2 separate regions of the Gossypium hirsutum genome follow, and region 2 is linked to region 1. A link is a contact called in public Hi-C data. All regions are on one chromosome and are shown on one strand. The core of a region is the stretch at or near the end of the contact, and the rest is flanking DNA. Distances in the headings are between cores, read along the strand shown. Region 1 holds the start of LOC107943425 (WEB family protein At1g75720). Region 2 holds the start of LOC107902574 (probable LRR receptor-like serine/threonine-protein kinase At4g36180).

Region 1 (6,644 bases), core at 2,926-5,425:
AAATAATAACAATAAAATAATAGTAATATAATAGTAAAATAGTAACAAAATAACATTAGCAGTGAAAAAATTAGACAAATTTGAGCCGAGCTAAACCCAGGCAAAAAAAAAATCTCACCTGAGACCCAATCCATTTAAGAAAATATTTTTACTTAAATTCTTCCACTTTTTGAACGAGGCTTATGATGAGGTTTATTTCCAACCTTAATGATAATGAGTTCAAAAGAAATATGTTGGTTAATTATAAGGTTTGGTCATTCAGTTATACTTTTATTATTATTATTATTATGTATTAAGGATAAATTAAAAACTACAAATCACTTCTATGGCCATTCAAAAGGTCTAAAGCTTAATATTTTTCACATTTTATTAATTTGATCTTAATTTTAATTTTAAAAAAATTTAAAAGTTATTAAAAAATTTAGTAATTTCTCCTAAATCTCTAGAATCAAAATCAAATTGACAGAATGTATAAACATTGAACACTAAATTTATTATTATACTAATTAAAGCCATTATTAATTTTCCCTAATTTACTTCAAAATTGACAATGACTAAATTGCTCCGCTTTTCTAGAAGAATCAATTTACTCAATATCAAAACTTCACAGGTTTTATAGGCTCTCTAAATTACCTTCTCATCACTTTTTTTTTTTACCTAAAATGAAAAATACATTCACTTTTTGTGTTAATCGCTTACTTGCTTTTCACATTATTGGACGAGTAATACAGTTAACTCTTTCAAATTTTGACTGGCATAACACCTATAGAGAGAGATAATGGTTATAAGCTTGTCATATAAATTATATTGTGAATTTTCAGAGAGAAATAAAACATAAAAATAATTAATTCGTGAAATTTTATTACAAAAGATTTAACTGTTATAGCATGAGACTGTGATATAAAGGGTTAATTGTATGAGCATAATAGCACCCACCACTTATAAAAGGAAAACATATCCAGATTGATATAAGAGGATACAAACATATCCAGATTCATTAATAATTAGCCTTGTTCCAGGGTATGGAACCAATACATATTGCACAAACTACTTAAGACAGACGTTGATGGAAAAGCAAGAAACGAAAATGATGGTGCAGAGTCATCTTGTCTTGGGAGAGGAGGTTTTCAATCTGGGAACTTTAAATGTAGAAGTGAACAATTTTGGAGTTTCAGATATGGGTTTAGCATCTTCTTTTTTTCTCTTCGAGCTTCTACTTCCCTGAACGACAATAAGAAATTAACATTTGATTAGACAATGAATCTTTCATGCTATTAACAGAATATGTTCTGCCTGCAAACTAACATAAAGAAGTACCTTTTCATTCTCCTTCTGAATATCAGGAACATGAGGAGCAGAATTTTCTTTCTTCACAGTAATGTTACATGGATCCCTGCCACTGTTCTTACCGCCCATGACATAAGTTCTTCCGCCTGCTGCGCAACGTTTTATTACAGGTGTACAAGAAGCACTTCTCGACTTCCTTAACGATTCTACATCCCCAGAAGTTTTAGAAACTTGTTGGAATCTACTTGCATCAGCCTTTTTCCGAGACAGTTCCGCTTTTAATCTCTCGATTATTTCATCCTTTTCAGCAATGGATGACCTGAGCTCCTCCATATCGGACATAAGTGCCTCAATTCTCTTGTTAGCCTTGTCTAGTTCAGACTGCTTGGTGTTTAAATTATCAGTGTACCGACTTTCCAGAGCATTAAACTGATTCCATGCAAATTTATTCTCTGCCACAAGTGCAGTGACTTGACAACTCTTTTCCGAAACAAGATTTTTGTATTGAAGCTGCAGCCTTCGTATATCGTCTTCCAACGCCTCCAAAGTAACAGACTTGGAGCCACTACGCTTGCGTGCCGACGTCCCTTTTTTGGTTTCTATGGAGTCCCTTTGAGAAATATCCTGAAAATTATTAAAAAGATTAGAAACTGTACAATGGATATGATTATGCAAAGAAGAAAAGCCGTAGGAACATACTTTTGAATTTTTACCGAGGATATCAAACCAGATTCTGAAATCAGTCAGTTCATCCTCCGCTTCCTCTGTAAAAAGCCAATTTAAAAAAAAAATCTACAAACATCAGACCATAACTAAATTACCAAAAAAAAAAGAGCATAAAATCAAAACATGAATCTAATTCAACATAAAAGAATTCGAAACCAAATTGAACAACCACCATTACATCACAAGTTTGTTTCTTCCCTAGTGAATTTGACCAAAATATTAAGACGAAAGAGAACAGGTACCTAATTTCATTTTGCAAAGATAAGCTTCTCTGTGCTTCAATCCTACCATCATATCGGCTTTTGTAGCCTCAAGCACACGTGCCATCTCTTCCGATTCCAAACCACTTTTCATCTAAACACCAAAATATAACCAAGATCTCCAATATGAACCCTCCGAATAGGGGAGCAAAAAAAACCCTGAATTTACAAAAAAAAAAGGGGTCAAAACCCTAGATTTAGAAGTCATACCTGAGAAATGTGATCTTCGTAGAGGCGAACATCAGAGACCCAACGTTCATATTGCATCTTGATCCGATCTTCGAGAATCTTTCTTTCTTTACTGAGAGTTTCAAGCTGTTGTTGCTGGGTTTTAAGCATCTTAACTAAACCCTCAAAGATTTTGTCCCACTTTTGACGCTCTGACGAGCCTTGAGACCGCGTTTTCGCCCCCATTGTGGCCTTCTTGATAGCAGAATTACCAGAAGATGAAGAAAAAGAAAATGATTGAGAGAAAATTCAAATGTTGCAATTTGAAAAGGGACTTCAACGGTCTGATTTTTAGTGTATTACAAACCAAAAGGATAGGGGGTAATACTAACGTACGCACCTGGAGTACTAATACCTTTTCGCTTTTTGGGCTCTCACTTGGGTTCTAAACTGAAACGCTTAGCCCATCATAAACACTTGATTTAATTAGAAAAATAAATAAATCACATTTAGTGTAATACATTTAATTAGAAAATTTCAAAAACTAAAAAAGTTATTTCATCGATCAAAATCAATGTTTTCAAAACTAGACTAGGAACCAATAGGGGTGTTGGGCCAGAGATAAGGGTTGAACCGACTGACTTGTAAATTGATACATACCAATTGAACCAAGCTAAAAAAATCAGTTGAACTGAATTTCTCTATTTTCTTAAATATTTTTATTTTTATGAATTTTAATAATTTATTTGATTGAATCAAATGAATTGATTAAATCAGGAACTGGTTACATGACTGGCTTAACCTTTAATCTAGTTCTAAAGAAAGAAAAGAAAAAAGAATATATATATATAAGAGAAATAATACTTTTGTGTATTTTTTTATCACATGTCAAATTTTAATTGGTTGTTTTTTAAATAGAATTAATAGCTTAACTAACGTTTGGACTAACAGAGGCACCAACTTAGAAAAAAAAAGTTTAGGTACCACTTGTGACCTGAAAAATATTTAGGTACAAAAATGAGAAGAAAAAAAAAGGACATACTTTAGGTACCAATTTGTAGGTTAAGCCTCTTTCAAAATAGACTTAACAGTTTGACTAACGAATGTACTAATTTGGAATTAGGTATCACTCATGACTAAAAAAACAAGTTAGATACAAAGATGAGAAAAAAATGTATAATTTAAGTACAAATTTGTAGGTTAAGCCTTTTTTATAATCATGCAACACCTCTCCAATGTTACTATAAATGTGAAAACAACATGAGTCTAAATTTAACAAAATTAGAAAGATTAAGCCAAATGAGTTTTAGCTCGGTTGATATCAACATTGTTGTTAGTATAGGAGGACGTGAGTTTCGAGTGCATTAAAACGTGTTTATCTTTTTATTTAAGGATTGAGAATGAACTATGAATAGTTCTAGATATTGTATAATAATAAAAAAAGAGGTTAAAATATCCTTCAATTCTAAAACTCGCTTGTTAGAGGTGTAGCGAAAAATTATATTGTAATGAACCGAAATTTATTAAAAGAATGTTAACTATATTAATAATTGAAGTCGAATTTTCAAATCCAAAAATTAAGAAAACTAATTTTTTTTTGTTAAAGAAGGGAATTAAATTATTTTAAATAAAAGGAAGAGAATGTATTTTTGTATTGCAATAATTGATATTTGTATTGCACAATTAGGCATTGGCTGCTAAGAAAGCAAAGTAGGGGAGGGCCCTGAAACTGAAATAGTAGAGAGTGGGGGGTCCGTTGATCCGTTGGGTATAAGATAGTTAAAGAGTCCCTCTCTTCCGCCATGAAACAGGCGAAGCGAAGCCCATATGAACAGATATTCCAGTGAAGTGGACGCGAAGCAACGAACCTCCCCCTTCCCTTCCCTTCCCACCAATATTATTATAATTGCTTTTGCTCTCCTCTCTCTAAATATTTAACTAACAACACCCTTCACTGCTTCCCTAACTTTCCATCTTCCTTTGTCTGCCAAAACTAGTTCAGCAGCATGGACCGTGAAGGGGGAGTTGTGATGATGAATAGGGCAGAAATCGATACCAGGGCACCATTCAGGTCTGTCAAAGAAGCCGTTGCCTTGTTCGGTCATAAAGTTTTGTCTGGCCAGCTTTATCCCATCAAGCTCAAGGAGGAGGAGGTAACCTCCTTCTCATTTGCCCATGCTTCAGTTCACTACTTTGATTTATTAATGGTTCCCAAATCCCTGAATACTATTGTGTTTTGCCCTTCTTCATATTAAAAATATGTATGTTAGTGTATTATGAAATATTTCTTGATCAAAAAGCTTTACTGTGGTGTTTAAACTCCAGGTAATTTCTTTATCTGATGCTTGCTTGTCGCTGAGTGCAAGTGTTATCGGTGTAATAGTAGAGAGAAGATAAATATAATAATTATCAGGGGGCTTACTTTAGCTTTTTTTAAGGAATCATTCTCTTACTCTTGATGAAGATATCTCCATTAAAAGTTTAAACATGGAGGTTTATCTATCAAGCAAGCAAGCATATCTGTTACAGTACTTCCCTGAAAATATCCATATATAGTCTTCTAAATTCATCAACTGAATTAATAATCAGGAAATGTTAGTTTACCAAGTTCATTTACGACAGATGCATGGGCGTGAAGGCAGTGAAAATGGTTGTTCAAGGCTTGGAACTGTTACAGCTGAACTGGAAGAGACAAAATACAACCTTGAAAAGGCCAGAGAAGAGAGTTTGATGATGGCGAATTGCCTGTGTGCTCTTAAAGAAGAGCTCGAAAGAACAAAGACCGAACTGCAGCAAATGAAGGAACGAGAAACCGAGAAACTGATGATGGAGTTCGAGATGGAAGATGTCAAGATTGTTCCAGGCTCCGCAAGATATGAAGTCAATGAAACACGCAGGTTTAACGAAGAAGGTACCACCGAGTTTCAGCAGAAGAGATACGTGACCTTTTCAAATCAACCTTGTTTGACTCAAGTTGTTGGTCCACAAGGTGTGGAGAAACTTGAGAGGCACCCTTCATTGCGCAAGAAGAAGAAGAAGCCATTGATCCCTCTGATTGGAGGGTTATTTTCCAAGAGAAAAGGGAGTCAATAAGTTCATAGTGCCAACATAAATAATACCTTATAAGATTTTACTTTTTGTAAGGTTTCATATTTCTCTTGTATGTACACGCCTAGCAAGTTTAATGTATAAGAAGGGTGTAGATGTTTTATGAGAGAGTTATATAAGAAAAGATCACATAAATCACTTCATTTTCTACCTTAAAGAATAATCCAAAACTTAGCTTAATTGATTCATTATATTCAGGTGGCTTAAAGTTCGAACTTCGAACCATTGAAGCATCAGAAGCGTCGAGAAACCTGAAAGAAATCAAAACCAACAAAAACATACCTCATCTGAAGTGTACAAAAGAAGAACAAAGTAACATTCCAAGTTTCCCAATGTCTCTTTCTATGGTAGATTCGTAACCCACGAAGGAAGAGACTAATCGAATATATATTCATTCCAAAAAGCTGCTATGCATTAATAAAATAAACTTCCAAACGAAAAAAACAAGGAAAATATAACGAAGAAGATCAGCAGCAGCAGCAGCAGCCAAAATTAAAAATATGATGATTAAACCAAAACATCAGACTTTCGACCATCATAAATCCCTTCTTGCGATGACTTGTTGAAGAACTCAATGCAGTCAGCAATGGCCTCAGTGTAATGGGAGTGAGAAGAGTAATAAGAGCTGCATGAAGTCTTGGGTGGATCGAACCTGTCGCAGCAGTTATTTTGCTTGGCAGCCATATTTGAGGTGCTAGAAGGTCCACCACAAGGAAGGGAAGAAAATAAGAGCCGCATAAGGAACTTGCGGAAAATGTGAAAGAGTTTCATTGCAGATCAGAGAAAGAACTGGCTAGAAGGGTATGGTGTTTATTGTAGGGTTTCACTGCTTCATCGATCTTTCATCTGAGGCAACATTGTGTGAATTTGTAGTCTCTCTCTCTAGGAGGTTTTGGCTTTGCCACTTTCCAGATACCCTCGGGCTATCATGTGTGTGATTCATTGTGAAGACATTAAAAAAAGTTCGAGGTTATGAAAAGGGTGTGTTTATCCATGTGCCCAAATCATTTGTATCTGTGCGCTTCACTTCACTTGTGTTCTCCTATGTAGTTTTGTTTATTCTAATTTTAACTGTGAATAAATATGGATATGTAA
Region 2 (6,803 bases), core at 625-3,124, 140 kb after region 1:
TTAAAGTAGTTAAATTACTCAACCGCATTATATCTTCGGGGACCTTTCCGGTGAAATTATTTCCGCTCAAATTCAACGTTTCAAGCCCCGAAATGTTCCCAAACCCGTACGGGATTGACCCAGAAAATAGATTTCTCCCCAACGATAGACTTTTCAAGCTCTTCATTTGACTGAAAAAAATCGGCATTTGCCCGGAAAATCGGTTTCCTTCAAAATCGACGACCTTTAACGAGCCACACTGTAGGAGCTGAGTGGGAACCGAACCGGTCAACGAGTTGTTCGCCACTCTAAGATCTTCTAACTTAAAAAGGTTGCCTATTTCAACTGGTAATAAACCAGTGAAGAAGTTTCTAGAAATATCCAATATTCTCAACGTGGTCAAAGTGGTCAACCAAGAGGGAAAAACACCGTGGATTTTATTCTCGTGAAGGTCCAAAACCTCCAAAACTGCAACGCAACTTTGGTTATTTTGCGGCTTAACGAATTCCGTGAATTCATTAAATGCAAACTGCAGGATCCTCAACGACGGCGTAAAATTCCCCGACGATTTACAGAAAATGCTTTCGGGAACAGCACCGGAAAGTCTGTTATGCGATAATGCTAGCACTTGAAGATTCGGAACCGCACCGATACTTCCCGGAACAAGTCCTTTAAGCTTATTATCTTCTGCGCTTAAATGTACCAGCGAAGAGCAGTTCGCTATAGCCGACGGTAATGTACCATACAACTGGTTCGAGTCAAGCCAAAGGTACTGTAGTTCTTGGAGCTTGCCTATACTCGCCGGAATGCCACCGGAAAACCAGTTGTATGAGAAGTTGATAAGTTGGAGCTGAGACTGTGCCGAGAAATTCGACGGTAGTTCCCCGGAGAAATCGTTTGAGGATAAATCGAGGTACCGGAGGGACCAATGGAAATCGGAGGCGATTTTTCCGGTTAGATAATTATGAGCTACATTGAGGACTTGTAAATTGGTGAGGTTAAAAATGGAAGGCGGGAGGTTGCCGGAGAGTGAGTTGTAGTGCAAGTAAACAGCGCGTAAGAGAGCGCATTGGGCAAGAGCGTTAGGGATGGCGCCGTTGAAGTTGTTAGAATGGAGGTTTAATTTGCGGAGCTCACGTAAGTTGGATAATTGATCACTGAGTTGGCCACCGAGTTGGAGGCGAGGCAAATTGAGCTCGCGGACTCGGTTGTTGTAACAAACAATGCCACGCCAGTCGCAGGGAGCTGATGGCGTGAGCGCATCCCAGCCGTCGAGAGCACCAAGTGGGTCTTGGAAAACACTGCGTTTAAAGGACGTAAGCGCACGGATCTCCGCTAGAGTAACGGCACTGTGTTGTTGAGCGTAAGAAGATGGTACGACGACGTTGGAGATGAAGAAGGTAAGGGATAGAAGAATAATAGTAGCCGTTATTTCCATAGAGAAGAAATGGAAAGTACAAAAAAACTGAAAGAGTTTTTATCGTATACATATTGGCTGTTGAGTTGTAGATTGTATCTTATATCTGGCTACTGGTTAATGGGAATTTCTGATTTAACTGATTGTATCATATATTTTTATTGTATTTAATTTTTATTCAACAAAAATGGGCGAAGGAAAACTGGAAAACTGTTTGGAGTTGGTTCAGTATCATGATGGGATTGAATGTGGGGGGTTTAGGAGTGTTGAACCTTGTCCGAAGTCACGAGACACGTAAGGCCACTGTACTCTGTTGTTATTTCCGTTATTTTATCTGTAACTATTTTCCTTTGGCAGAAATTAAAAAGTTGAGGCTGATACGGTGGGACCCGGAAACTCGAAACCATACAACTTTTCGTGTCATATCTATTATTTTGCACGCAGTAGTAATTTATTTCATTCACAAAGAGAAAGTGACATTAAGAAGAGTGGGCCACGATGGAAACTAGAAAATTTTTTAATTAAATTATAATTTTTATGATATTAAAAAAAATAATTTTATTATTTTAATAGATTATATCTTTATTATTTAAAAAAATAATTTAAAATTTTATAGTTTAGGGTTTCAATTATATACTTAACGACTATTTTTACCATTCCCTTCATTATCTTCACGTGTCTTTTACAGGTTATATGTTTTACTTTTTGGTGGGAACGACCTTCTTCTTTCCGTACAAGGTAAAGCTCCTTAAACGGTGCCGTCGAGTCAAAACTAATACTACATTTTATGTTTATATATTTAAACATAACTCGCATATAGCATAGATGGAATAGTTTGGCTAAAAAAAAGAACTTTTAACATATAATGCAATAAAAAATAGAACAATATAATGATCACAAATGACATCGTTGGAGTTTGGGTGCGAAATAATTTTTTTTTTAAAAAAAAAAAGAAAGAATGAAGGAAAATCTCAAATGGGGGAAGGTAAAGAGGTTGGTTCTCTCTTGTTGCTCTTGGTACATTTCTGTAGATCCGCAATAAAGAAGCAGGTATCGTTAACAACCATGAATTCATCTATGCATCAATTATATGAGAAAAAAATAAAATAAAATAAAAAGAGAATAATGCCCTTGTAATGTTCTCAAAGCTTCACTCTGGTGTAAAATGCCAGTGAATAGGCATACCTTCATTGCTAGCAGAGGATTATGATATAAGCGGTTCATTCATAAGTGCATGGCATCTAATCAAAACTAGGGGAACACACTTTTCAAAATTTGATGCTGACTAATTTAAGAGCCATATAATATGAACGACTAGCTTGTATCTAGCAACAAGAGATGAGTTCAGGTTTTTAGAAGACACTACTAAGTTTCATTTCTTTTTTCTATCTTTTTTTTCTCTGAATAATGCATCTGAATGGAAAGTGCCAACAACATTTATATACGGGACTGAAGATTGGGTGAACTATCAAGGAGCCCAAGACACTACTAAGGTTTGTTCACTTCTGCCATACATAAGAAGTCAACAGACATTGTGCATTTTTCCATGTAAAGCTTTTATATTGGAACCTTAAATGGAGTAAGTTAGAACCCAAATGGCTATATCTTCCTGTCAGACTCCTTATCTTGGCTGCATTTCTGTCATATACAGGGTGGACATTTCGTGTTCCTTGAAAACACAGAGGGATTCCATTCGGCCGTGTCATCTGTGCATGTAGGAGATTTCTCTCACCTAACCCTGATACTCAACCCTTGCCTTAAGGCTTGGAATCAGCTTAGAATAAAGTATTGTAATTTCTTCACCCACACTTTTTTGTATAATACATAATCACGAGATTCCTTTGTTCTGTAACATTCTTTTTGGTCAATAAAACATTCTTTTCTTCCAACTTTTTATCGTATACATATTGGCTGTTGAGTTGTAGATTGTATCTTATATCTGGCTACTGGTTAATGGGAATTTCTGATTTAACTGATTGTATCATATATTTTTATTGTACTTTTAAGCGCATGGATCTCCGCTAGAGTAACGGCACTGTGTTGTTGAGCGTAAGAAGATGGTACGACGACGTTGGAGATGAAGAAGGTAAGGGAGAGAAGAATAATAGTAGCCGTTATTTCCATAGAGAAGAAATGGAAAGTACAAAAAAACTGAAAGAGTTTTTGGAAATGAAAGGATGGCAGAGATTCAGAGGGGGAGCGCGGTTAAGCGGAGACAGGAGGACTGACAGAAACGACGCCGTTTAAATTGGGCCAAAAGGAGAGAATCATTTAACCGGACTGTTGTGCTCACGAGGGGTTAGATCAGGTCAGTTGGTTTTGCTCTAATTGTTTTAATACTGTGTCTCACTAGATGCAACCCAAATTAATGCACTCTCAAGCCTTAACACAATTGAATGCTAGGAGAAAAAAAAAATCGCAATTATATATTTTGTTTATTCATTTTCTTATTTCAATTATGATAATTTGATTTTATAAAAAAAGTTATATTTAATTTCCATTAGAATTAAGTATTTTAAATGTATATTTAATTTAGTTATATATTATCATTGTTAAAGTTAATATATATAATTATAAATTTTAAATAGTTACAAAAATTAAAAGAGAAGACAAAATTAAAATATAATTATTGTTTATAATATTTTTTAAAAATAATAAACTTGCAACAAATGAGTTCTTAGTTTAATAGACAATTTTAAGGTTAAGAACTTATCTCGTATTTAAGTCTCGTGTAAATTATGTGTGGGTTATTAGTCATGTCTTACGGTATTTAGATCTTATATAGATTTATTTTGATATCGATATGCTTAGGTTATCAGATTGATTGTCATTTATAATGATTAATTCTAATTATAGTTATTCGGATCTACTATTTGTAATTGCAATGTGACTACTTGTAACTTCAAAAAAGTACATTTATTAATTATGTTATGTTTAACATATGATTGTATTAGAATATAAAATTATTTGCAATTTAATTCAGGCATAACGATAAATTTAATTCTTTACACTTACATCCTTATCAATTTGTCCCTTATTTTTTTGAGCTGAATTTGGTCATCAACAATTTAAAAAGAGTCAAATTTCGTATTATTTTTTAACGAAAATATTGACTAAAACATTAAGATTTTGAGCATGATAGCTCACATGGAAATCCACGTATACCTTATGTTAATTTTCTTGAATTTTTATTTTTTTGAATAATTTTATAATTTTTCAAATCCTTGGGTTATTAATAGATGGAATTCAACTAATTCAAAAAGTTAAAGGCTTGGATCCGCTTAATTCCACATGTACCTTAATTCCACATTAAAATTTTGAACATGGTAACTCACATGGCAATTCACGTGTACTTATCCATTAATTAGATTGATATAACTTGATTTGCTCATAAAAAGTTAAAAAGGCTTGGATCCGTTTAATTCCAATTCGAAAATCTTGAGCAAAAAACATTGAAATTCAAATTAATTTTAACTTGAAATAACTTAAATTTGTGTGTCAAACCTAAATGATAAAGCTCAAAATTATCCAAACTTGAAATGTCCCATCCTAAAAAAAACCCAACTTGTAAGCTTGAGTAAACATTATTTGAACTTAAAATGTTGAGAAAATTTTTTAAACTTAAATTGAATCGATCTAGATTAACTTGACTCAAAGTTAACTTAACTCGTGTGGTTGATAGGTCTAATTATATATAACGAATATCTTAATATCTCATTTAAATACTTTTATTTTCATTAAAAGAAAAAATAATTTAAATTCTAGTTAAAAAATTAAGTATGAAACCAAGCATAATGATCAAATTTATTTTACTGTATAATGATGAAATTCTAGTTAAAAAATCAAGTACTAATAGAGCTATTAATCTGTATAAAGAACTAAGAGGATATAAAAGCAATGAAAAGAAGAAAAGGTTATGGTGTCACAAGCAGGCGATTGTTGCTTTGATAATATATAATATGGATTGAAATTTTATAGTGAAAAGGATGAGAATATTAGGAGTGATGTAAAGATGGCAAGTGGGTAGTGATGATTTGGTGATTAAAAGGTGTAATAATAAAAAGGCATGAGGAAATGATTTGTTTACTCCATCAAAGTGCTTATAATTTATAAGGTTGTAGTAGTAATGATTTGGTTGAGCGGCGTTTATGGGGCTTATCATTACAAACCACCTGCGCTCTCCTCTTCACATCATTTCGTTTGCTATATAAAAATCATGCAATGGACGCCTTATATTGTTTTCTTAAGTTTGATTCACACCACCCCTGCTTTTGTGGATACTATAGGAATGCCTATGAACTCTAGATTAGGCATCAATTGATTCTAATGATTTAGTAATCGAATGTGATTACTTTTCGCAATAGAAATTGTTGTTCCAATAGGGTCGGAAGCGTGTAAATTATTGTACTAAAAAATCACACAAAGTTCAATTCCCAGGGAAGAGAGGTGGATCACATGGATCTCTTAAATACCAAGTCTTTCCTTAGACAGAATATCCCTTCTATAGTAATTTAATAGCACAATTAAATACTACTATTATACCCTCAAATATTGAAAGAAAAATAGGACAAGAAAGAACACAAGAGTTTTAACGAGGTTCGGTAAATTATACCTACGTCCTCGGGCACTAACACCAGATGATAACTTCACTATCTCCAAAATATTACAAACAAATAGAATTCCTTAAGAATTCTCAAATGGGAGAAGAGAGAAAACTAAGAGAGAAAGATTGGTTGGGATGGTTGAAATGAGAAATGGTTAGGCCTATTTATAGTTGAAGTTCAGGGACTAACTTGCAAATGGCCTAAAAAATTAGGGACCAAAATTGCAATTATCCCTTTCAACTTTAAACAACTTGCCAACTATTTTTTTTCTTTCGGTGCCAATTGCACCTCCCACCATTTTTGACTTTTCAACAATCTCCACCTTGAAGATTTGATTAGGATAATCACATCTTCACATACTTCCTTCAACTCCCCAAATTCGATAAAGCTATCTTTTGTAGTGCCTCCAAATGCGCTCTTAAGCGCCATACACCTAAAGGTGCTCAAATTCTCAGGATGTTAATCAAGTTCAAACAATGATTAAACTTGATTGTTGTTACCACCTTGGTCATCATATCTGCGGGATTATCTACTGTCGGAATCTTCTGAAGTAGAATTTTTCCTTTTTCAAAGACTTCCCGCACAAAGTGATATCTTACGTCGATATGCTTGGTTCTTGAATGATAGACTTGATTTTTCGCTAAATGAATAGCGCTCTGACTGTCACAATATAAACTTATGTGACTTTGAACAACTCCTAAGTCTTTCAACAATCCATTAAGCCAAATAGCCTCCTTAACAGCTTCTGTAACTGCCATATATTCTGCCTCTGTAGTAGACACAGCTACTGTAGACTGTAAGGT

Evidence for each region. A called contact is a pair of places that touch in the nucleus more often than the background predicts.
Region 2: a Hi-C map of leaf shows a contact between it and region 1, with 1.6 times the contacts expected there. The contact joins the promoter of LOC107902574 here to the promoter of LOC107943425 in region 1. A contact is called at or near these places in 3 of 34 Hi-C or Micro-C datasets (hypocotyl, leaf and petal).

The regions. Positions count from the first base shown.
Region 1 is chrD05:24,960,577-24,967,220 of Gossypium_hirsutum_v2.1, forward strand. LOC107943425 (WEB family protein At1g75720) reads left to right here and starts at 4,176. Exons shown (of 2, transcript XM_016877178.2): 1 at 4,176-4,594; 2 at 5,031-5,684. The coding sequence starts at 4,448. The coding sequence ends at 5,534. LOC121217883 reads right to left here and starts at 2,828. Exons shown (of 5, transcript XM_041094438.1): 1 at 2,484-2,828; 2 at 2,256-2,367; 3 at 1,987-2,051; 4 at 1,318-1,911; 5 at 970-1,221. The coding sequence starts at 2,687. The coding sequence ends at 1,102.
Region 2 is chrD05:25,101,147-25,107,949 of Gossypium_hirsutum_v2.1, forward strand. It overlaps LOC107902574 (probable LRR receptor-like serine/threonine-protein kinase At4g36180), which reads right to left and starts at 1,875. Exons shown (of 1, transcript XM_016828732.2): 1 at 1-1,875. The coding sequence starts at 1,417. LOC107957588 (a long non-coding RNA gene) reads left to right here and starts at 2,400. Exons shown (of 2, transcript XR_005914088.1): 1 at 2,400-2,889; 2 at 3,048-3,285.